Regions from separate parts of the Sus scrofa genome. Here regions 2 and 3 are each linked to region 1. Evidence: chromatin contacts called from public HiChIP or PLAC-seq data. All regions are on one chromosome and are shown on one strand. The core of a region is the stretch at or near the end of the contact, and the rest is flanking DNA. Distances in the headings are between cores, read along the strand shown. Region 1 overlaps LPP (lipoma-preferred partner). Region 2 overlaps LPP (lipoma-preferred partner). Region 3 overlaps LPP (lipoma-preferred partner).

What was found. HiChIP or PLAC-seq counts read pairs in DNA pulled down with a chosen protein or histone mark.
Region 2: an H3K27ac HiChIP or PLAC-seq map of alveolar macrophages shows a contact between it and region 1. The contact joins two enhancer-like sites. A contact is called at or near these places in 2 of 2 datasets of contacts at active chromatin or transcription factors (alveolar macrophages and skeletal muscle).
Region 3: a contact with region 1 is called in an H3K27ac HiChIP or PLAC-seq map of alveolar macrophages. The contact joins two enhancer-like sites. A contact is called at or near these places in 1 of 47 Hi-C or Micro-C datasets (embryonic fibroblasts) and 1 of 2 datasets of contacts at active chromatin or transcription factors (alveolar macrophages).

The regions. Positions count from the first base shown.
Region 1 is chr13:126,162,220-126,164,919 of Sscrofa11.1, reverse strand. All of the region lies in intron 5 of LPP (lipoma-preferred partner), which reads right to left. Among named protein-coding and RNA genes, the nearest start is that of MIR28, 120 kb to the left of the region's middle. Within about 2 kb of position 1,274, at least 3 of the 83 cell types and tissues checked have an H3K27ac peak or open chromatin away from gene starts, as enhancers often do. A contact at or near this core is called in alveolar macrophages, where this site is marked.
Region 2 is chr13:126,346,679-126,349,378 of Sscrofa11.1, reverse strand. The region is part of intron 7 of LPP (lipoma-preferred partner); the gene reads right to left. Among named protein-coding and RNA genes, the nearest start is that of MIR28, 66 kb to the right of the region's middle. Within about 2 kb of position 1,333, at least 4 of the 83 cell types and tissues checked have an H3K27ac peak or open chromatin away from gene starts, as enhancers often do. A contact at or near this core is called in alveolar macrophages, where this site is marked.
Region 3 is chr13:125,916,412-125,919,424 of Sscrofa11.1, reverse strand. The region is part of intron 2 of LPP (lipoma-preferred partner); the gene reads right to left. Among named protein-coding and RNA genes, the nearest start is that of LPP, 140 kb to the right of the region's middle. Within about 2 kb of position 1,679, at least 23 of the 83 cell types and tissues checked have an H3K27ac peak or open chromatin away from gene starts, as enhancers often do. A contact at or near this core is called in alveolar macrophages, where this site is marked.

The sequences.
Region 1 (2,700 bases), core at 25-2,524:
AGTAGCTATTTCATTCTCTAAATAATATCTTATACTTTTTTTTTTTTTAGAAGTTGGTTAAATTGCTTAGGATGAGAATATTAGGCTCAGTTTCTTTGAGGGGTAATATAGTGGGAGTGACTATGTAATTATCTCTAGCAGGCTCTCACTCACTATACAATGTCGTCTACTATATCTTGCTTTCCTGTTGAGAACTCTAGTTAATCCTTACTAACTAGCACACAGGAAAATGAGGCAGGCGGATATTATTTTTAACTTGGGACTAGGAGAATAAGAAAAAGCAATGCTAAGATTGATCAAATCTGGTACATTTGCAATTTTTATTTTAAGCCATTTTAGATATATGTGCTACCAAATAGGTAGAGTAATTCAGGCCTTACAATTATTTGCATAGCAGCATCCTAGCTGGTACTTTCTGCCTTAGACCAATTGTCCTTTAAGTCACTCCACAGCTGGGCTATTTTATGTCTGGCAATTACTATTCTATTCTGGATGGGGAGTTTTATTTCATTTAAAATTGATGTGGATTTTATCCTCAAAATGCCAAGCAGTTCAAATGCTTTATACATACTAGATGTTTTATAAACAATTCAATAGTTTATAACAGGAAGAAGTTTAATACAAATACATCAAAATTTCTAGAAGAATTCCATTCTCCAATGTTGTTCAATAATGTGTCTATTTATGTTCCAGCATCTCCGAAAGACAAATGGGGAACTCAAGTGTGGGGCCTGGAGCAGTCTTAGTCATGTGCTTATGACCAATGACTGACTCAGGGCTGGCACTTCTACCCTTCGCTGCCCTAAATTATGAACAGAGAACACTACTTTGAACAGATGTTAGAAATTAGAGGTTCAAACTATGTTACACTCCTAAATTGCTAAGCCTATCAAATTGCTTCCATTCAAAACAAATTGTCACTAAACTGAAGTCATATTCATTTAAAGACTGATTTAACACTGAAACAGATTCAAGGTTGCATCGGGTTGAGGTGAGAATAGAGAGTGACTACAAATGGGCATGAGATTTCTTTTTGGGATGGAAGAAATGTTCTAAAATTAGACTTGGGTAATTGTTGCAAAATCACTGAATCACTGAACTGTAAAAAACTAACAAAAAACTGCCCCAAAATCCCTTCTCACTAACACAATCACTGTTAGTAATTTCGATTATGTATTCAGTTGTCAATTCATATAATCAGGCTTAGGAGCTAGACTGCCATGGCTCAAATACCAGCTCTGCCACTCGCTAGTTTCAGTTTCGACTCTCTGGACCGTGGCCTCATGATCTGTAAAATGTGGGGAAATGATAGGCTGAGGCATTGGGCTATTACAAGGATCAAGTGAATTAATACATGAAAGTGACATAGTAAATTTTCAGTGAACATCGGTTACCATTGCCATATATTTAATTACAATTTCCTAATATTAGAAATGATTGATCATTGTTGGAAAGGGTAATTGACAGGTAGAATTTTATATAAAATGTTAATTAGATAAGCTACACTAAACAACAGAGATGTCACACTCCTAACTTTCATTTAAAAACCACGGATCCTCCAATTCAGGTATATCCAGAGTGATCTTCGAAAACATACTTCTAATTTCTTTTCTAAAATCTTCAATGTTCCAGTCTTCATTCAAACTCCTCACCTCCCCACCCCCAAATGTCTACAGGCTGAAGAGTGCAATGTACAAATTCATTTATACATTCATTTATACAGCTTGAATCCATTTATAAGCTGCTCTTCAACTCTCACAATGTAATAGTTTGGCTATATTCTTTCTCTGTTTCACTTACCTTATCTTCTAAGTCCTTCGAATTCCTTACCTAGCTGAAAACACCATTCTTTTAAACACATGTATTTCTACAACTGTAGTTCCTTCTGCCTGGACTAACTATAGACTGCCTCAATAAAAACAAACAAAAAAAACCCCTCCTAGACAGCCTTTGTGACTAAACTCAAACATCACATCCTCTAGCTGACCTCATCCTCCTTTGTGACCTCATAGTAAGACACACAATTAATTCTATGAAGGCACACATTGACAGCTCTGACCTTCAGGCCCAGTGTACTTCCCATGCTGTCCCCCCTGCTCTCACCTTACTGAACTCTATGGATTACCTATGTCTCACCTTTGTGCAGTGGCTCATTTTCTTTCCTCCTCCCAAAAAACTCACCCCTCTCTACTGTCCCCAGGTTATCAACTAGAAAACTCTCACAGGCTTCTCAGATTCTGTTTAGAGATGACAACCTCTCAAAAGGCTCCCCAGGTCTCCCCAGATCAGGTTTTCTTTGTCCCCCTGATGTGTTGCCAGAATATCCTTTACTGACCCAATGTCAGTATTTAACACCATTTAGAAAAGAGTCTGTTAAATAGACCCATAGACACAGAAAACAAGCTTATGTTTACGAGAGGGGAAGCGGAGGATAAACTGGGAGTTGGGGATTAACATATACACACTACTATTTAGAAAACAGATAACCAACTAGGACCTACTGTACAGCAGAGGTACTCTACTCAAAATTTTGTAATAACCTATAAGGGAAAAGAATCTGAAAAAAAGACAAATATATATGTAGGTATAACTGAGTCACTTTTCTGTACACCTGAAACTAACAAACATTGTAAATGAACTATACTTCAATTTAATTAAAAAAAATCTGTTGATGGACATTTTGTGAGAAGCTAGGTTTTA
Region 2 (2,700 bases), core at 84-2,583, 180 kb before region 1:
CGTAGGTCCTCTCATTATCTTCATCATAGCTAAAGAAATGGCAGCCTGCAGATTAGGTAACTTGCCCAAGACCACAGAGTTAACTATTGAAGCTGCAATTAGGGGCCAGGCAGTCCAGCCTTAAAGCCCACTTAACCTGTCCTCTAACTTTAGAATTCCAAAATCCTTAAAAAACATCCGGCCTGACAGGAAACTTGCACAAACCTTACAACATCCCTAATAGGAATATTAGTATCTGTTTTGGCTAAAGCAAGATTTCGAGTTAATTTTTACACATAGACATTTTCATAATCTGGCTATTAATTTTTAATCTATTCTTCTATATTTAAAATTTGTTTCATGATGGATCTGTTAACAGGAAAAACAATGTTTACTAGTACTAGTAACTGCTACTGTGGTGATTTTTGACATATGATTAAAATGTGCTCTTTGGTAACTCTCATGGGAACTTCTGTTTCCCTCAGTCTCCACTTAAAGTTGAAAAAACTTTAAATTTGCCCAGTTGCTTTTAGTTTTATTGCTGGGAAATCTCCAAACATATTCTGGTTATTTAAGAGCAACCCTAACACTGGGTTTTCCTGAATTGTATTTCAAATCCACAGTCTTCTCCTTATAATAGTAACAAGTGCACCTTATATTTAACGTTGCCTTATAATAGTAAATGTGTTTTCCCATCTGATACTGCCAAAAGCGCAGAATGAAAATTATAACATTAGTTCTTTTAAATTTCTAATAGATGAAAACTGAGTAATCCTGCAAGTTCACATAAAACTTCGTTTCCATGTTCTCATTTGAATCTTAACAATAACTAAAAGCCACGTAAGACAATTATCCTCTTTTAGAAAATGTGTTAACCTAGGAATAACCTTGTGCATGACTTGAGAGGTAGATAATGGAGAAGTTGGAAATCAAGTTCAGTTCATTTGACCCCATGTCTAGAGATCTTTGAACTGGACCACATTTCCTGTATGCATGGTGCTGGACCCAGAGATGATGATCTTCTTGCTTGATACTATGTCCCAGGGAAGCCAATCAGTCTTCCTGGGTTTTGATTTTTCTACTTGGTGCTGAAATGCCCATAACATATTTTAGGACTTTTAAAAGTCCTAAAATGTAAGAGCATGTGAAAACTTAGAAAACATCCCGTCTAATTTCTTTTAGAGAGGAAAACACAAAGGCTCAGATAGAGGCAGTGCCTTGATTAAGATCCTACAGGAAGCTAACAGCAGAAATGACACCTCAATTAAGGCCTTTAAGCTCTCAGTACAGCACACTTTCAGCTGCACAAAAGCATTCTCCACTTTCTACTTCAAATATTAGTTTCATTCCACTAGTAGGCGCTGTTGCCTGAGCATAAAGAATTTCTCCCTCCACATAAGGTAACGTTTCATTGTAAATGGAAGTATTGTGTGGGAATCTGCAGCCCACATAGATGACTCCTACATGATTCCAGAGCAAGGATAACTCCATTATCCTTCGAACCAGCACAACCACTCTGTTTCTGTCTGAAACACCTGGTATACTTTGGATTTGTACATCTGTATGTTCTAAAAATGGAAAATATGGCAGCAGGATGTAGAGTACTAGGTTTTGCAGAAGAATCTTGGGATCGGTGAAGGCCAGGCTCTGGTTTCTGTTTGACCATAGCTGGTCTGAACTGATTTGTTTTGTAAACTGGAGTTACATTCAATATTCATTTGCAGGTTTGTTAATAATAATAAATAACATATTATTATTCTTTTAAAGAATAAAAAAACACTTGAGTGGAATAAGTAGCAGATTTGTGGTGAGAAAAATTGGATTCTAGTCCTAGTTCTACCAGTGTGTGTGTGTGTGTGTGTGTGTGTGTGTGTGTGTGTGTGTGTGTTAGAGAAAATTTGGGCAAGCAATGAGGTGACTCAAAGTGTTACTGGGGAGCAACTAGGTTACTCAAAGTGTTACATATATTTTATATAAATAAAATTATAAACAACAATAAATGTAAGGAATTCCATAAGATATATCACTGTAAAATAAATTTCTATGAATATTAATACAAATAATGTGCACAACTGAGTAGAAAATATTTATGTATCTGGAGCTTGAATCCAGAGATCACATTCTAAGGAATTCCTATGCAAAAGTCACAAGATGGAATGCGGTACTGGATGTGAGTGGATAGATTTTGAGGATCTAAGCTTCTTGGCAATGCTGGCAGTGCCATTTATCTTCTCAGTAGAGTGGGCAGATGGATGCCATGAATATTTGACACATGATGCTACATCAGGGCTCAGAAGGAGACCCAGGCATGGAGTCTTAGACCTCAGGCCATCTTCGCCCTTGCGTGTCTGTAAAATGCTCATTGCTAAACTGCAGTCAGCATGGATTCCATCTCTGGCACTTGCATAGCAACACAGCTCTCTGAGTGCTGAAGTGACATCGTGGGAACAGTTATTAATAACTGTATGTATGCACACAGTATGTGGAAATATGCAAGTTTGAAAGTGATTAGCGCATTACTTTTAAGTAATATTTCCCACCAGGACTATGCTCCTGGAAAAATTCCTCTCTCAAAAATCTTGCACAATTGTCTGCTATCACTTACCAGAATGTTTGGGATAAAAAAAAAATGGTGTCAATTTTAAGGAAACACACTTCTCAATTTTCTTTGTTAACATCTGAATAAAACATGAGAAGGTTCCTACTTTTTCCCTCTCCCCT
Region 3 (3,013 bases), core at 430-2,929, 250 kb after region 1:
AATTGAGGCTGATTTTGTGACTGATGGACCACATACCTTGAGAGCATTACAGAAGACCTGTTTACTTGAGTCTGATTTATCTAAATGTGTCCTTCAACTGGTGATTCCTAAAAAGACTAACTAGCCTGAATGACAGGCTGAATGAATCACATCATTCTCTGCTCAGAAAACTGTCCCTCACTTCACAATACAGCTCTGCCCTATCTTCCAGCTTAACACTATTGCCCCTAAAAAAACTGTGAGAGTAGAGGGTGAGAAACCTGGGGGTGAAAGAATATTTCTTTTCTATCTTGCTTTAAGCCTTTTCAGATTGGCCTTCCTCCACTCCCTTGTCCACAGGGAAGAAGCGATGATTTATCTAAGTATCAAGTCTGGAGAAGGAACTGGGAGTGTACAATTCAGGCCCTTCCTCCCAGTCCTGGGAGGTACCTGACTGCAGGAAGCACAAGCTCTCTGCCCTTCAAGGTTAGGAATTTTACAGGCTCTGTCCACTACGGTCCTCACACACAGATGTCATCTGAGAGGAAGAGGGTAACTCTGATTCAGGGATGCTGTGTTAACAAGCCCACTGAGCTAACAGGCCTAAAGCCCATTCTCCAACCTAGTGTTTATCTCCAGCTGTCTGACCACTGCATTACCTTCAACTGGTTTCTAGATGAACACCAAAGAACTGAGGCTTGGGGGCTAAGGCAGAGGCTGGGTTCAGCCTCAGTGAGCCCCCTCCAGCCCCAACACATCATCCAATCTAACCACACCAAACATTCCCTACCTTGCACGTCGTATGTCAGGGGCTTCTGCCTTCGCTCACTTTCTTCATTCATTCTCAAACTGCCTTTCCAAATCCTTCCCTCACCCTACCCTCTACCTGACCCACAGGCCAGGATCACGCAGCCTCTCAGGTGCCGCCAACCTCAGGAATCTCTTTGGTCCCTGAATCCTCCCTGCTCATTCACACTTGATCTTTATCACTCTGTAATCACAGACATTTTTAAGTGTAAGTCAAATATCTAGGAGAGTCTTAGTCCCTCCACTGTCAAGTCACAATCATCTCCATCTCCCATCACTCCTCCACTGGCACGAATTAACTAATGTTTATGGACAACTCATTATGTACTAGCCATGAACATAAGAGCATTATACTCATTATCTCATTTAATCTTCCCTAGGAAATAGGTACAGTTGAAGGAACAGGGTCTGTGCCCTCAGAGGCTCACCATGCCAAGCACATCTCACTGTGTCTGGTATAACTATCGGAGGCTTGCCAACTTGAGGCAGAATAGCAGGAGGGGATGACGTGAGACTTAGGGGGGACTACGTTCAGTTCAAAACTGAAGATTCCACTTTCACTGCCTTGACCTTCACCTACAATTGTCCCTGGGTTGAAGGAGAAAGAACTCTCACCAAAAAAAAAAAAAAAAAAAGAAAAAGAAAAAAGAAAAAACAGAAGGAGAACAACATAAAAGTCCATGTGGTCACTCCTTCATGAAAAGGCCTAATTGCTCAATTTGAAAAAGTCTCCCCAACCCCATTCCTAGCTCTGAAAACAGAGGTCTGGATCACTGTGGTTTTGTCACGAGATGAATAACAAGCCCTGAGGATTGCTAGAATTACAAGGCCCAGACCAGATCCACTCAAATATAGCTGGAAGCTTTCTAGTAATTCTAACCGTGCATGGGGAATGAGCTGCTCAGAAGTGACTCACTTACTGGAATCTGTGCTGCCTGCATTACTCAGCTGATATTAATACACCCACTTGTTCATTAAAGTTTAATTGGAGTTCATGTGAATTGGTTTCACTGGATACTTAATCAAAGAGAAGTGTTTGTATATGAACTGCTCACATACAAAGCTAGAAAGCACAGCTTTCCTCCAGCCTCTACACACAACCACTGGCTGCTCTTCCAACTCTGTTGACACAGTAAGTCAGTCACAGAGGGTAGGACAGTGATCTTGAAAGAGGAGGGGGGAAAGCTGTCTAAACAAACAGAGAACAAGAGTAAATAGAAAATCTTAAGGCACCAGTTACAGTTCCCCAGCTCATCAGACAGCCTGACATGGGCCAAGACTCAAATGCCAACTCCTCAATAGGAACCTGTTTCTTTCTGGGGTTCATTATCAAGGCTTCAGGGCTCCTCTTCTCCCTGGGCACCTGTCTCCCAGCCGTACATCTTTATTTTTAAAATGGGTGGATAAGGAAATTAACCACCATTCAACATAATCACACATTTCTCCTATACTGACAAGCAAACCATGAACACAATCCCAAACGCCTATTTATACAATCAGGGCTGTCAGTACCCTGTTATTTCTTATCAGATATCTCACTAATCAACATTTCTGGAAGTATAAATTTTTCAAGCTCCTGAAAAGACTGTGCATGAAGTTGGGCAGAAATAAATTTCAAGTCTAGTGGCTCTGGTTGTATTAACAAGTTTTCCTTCTGAATGGTCACCATTGTTAAGTATACATGACTTCTTGGCCCAAAAAAAAAATCAGGTGAGTTAAAAATTTGGCACTATAGATGATCCGATTTGCTGAAACAACCCTCAGAGATTGTAGATCGAAAGGCAAGGTACTGATTTTTTAACAGCTTTATTGACATATGATTCACAAACCGTACAGTTCACCCATTTAAAATCTACAATTCAGTTTTTAGTATATTCACAGAGCTGTGCAACCACTGCCACAATCTAACTTAACATTTTCACTGACCCCAAAAGAATCCCATACTCATTAGCAGTCACTCCCTATGCCCCACCCCACCCCTGCCAGCAACCACTAATCTACTTTCTGTCTTCATAGACTATGAATTTTCCTATTATGGACTTTTCATATAAATGGAATCATATGACCTGTGACCTTCAGTGGCTCAAAGGTTAACGAATCCGACTAGGAACCATGAGGTTGCAGGTTCAATCCCTGGCCTTGCTCAGTGGGTTAAGGATCCAGTGTTGCCGTAAGCTGTGGTGTAGGCTGCAGGCGTGGCTCAGATCCCGCATTGCTGTGGCTCTGG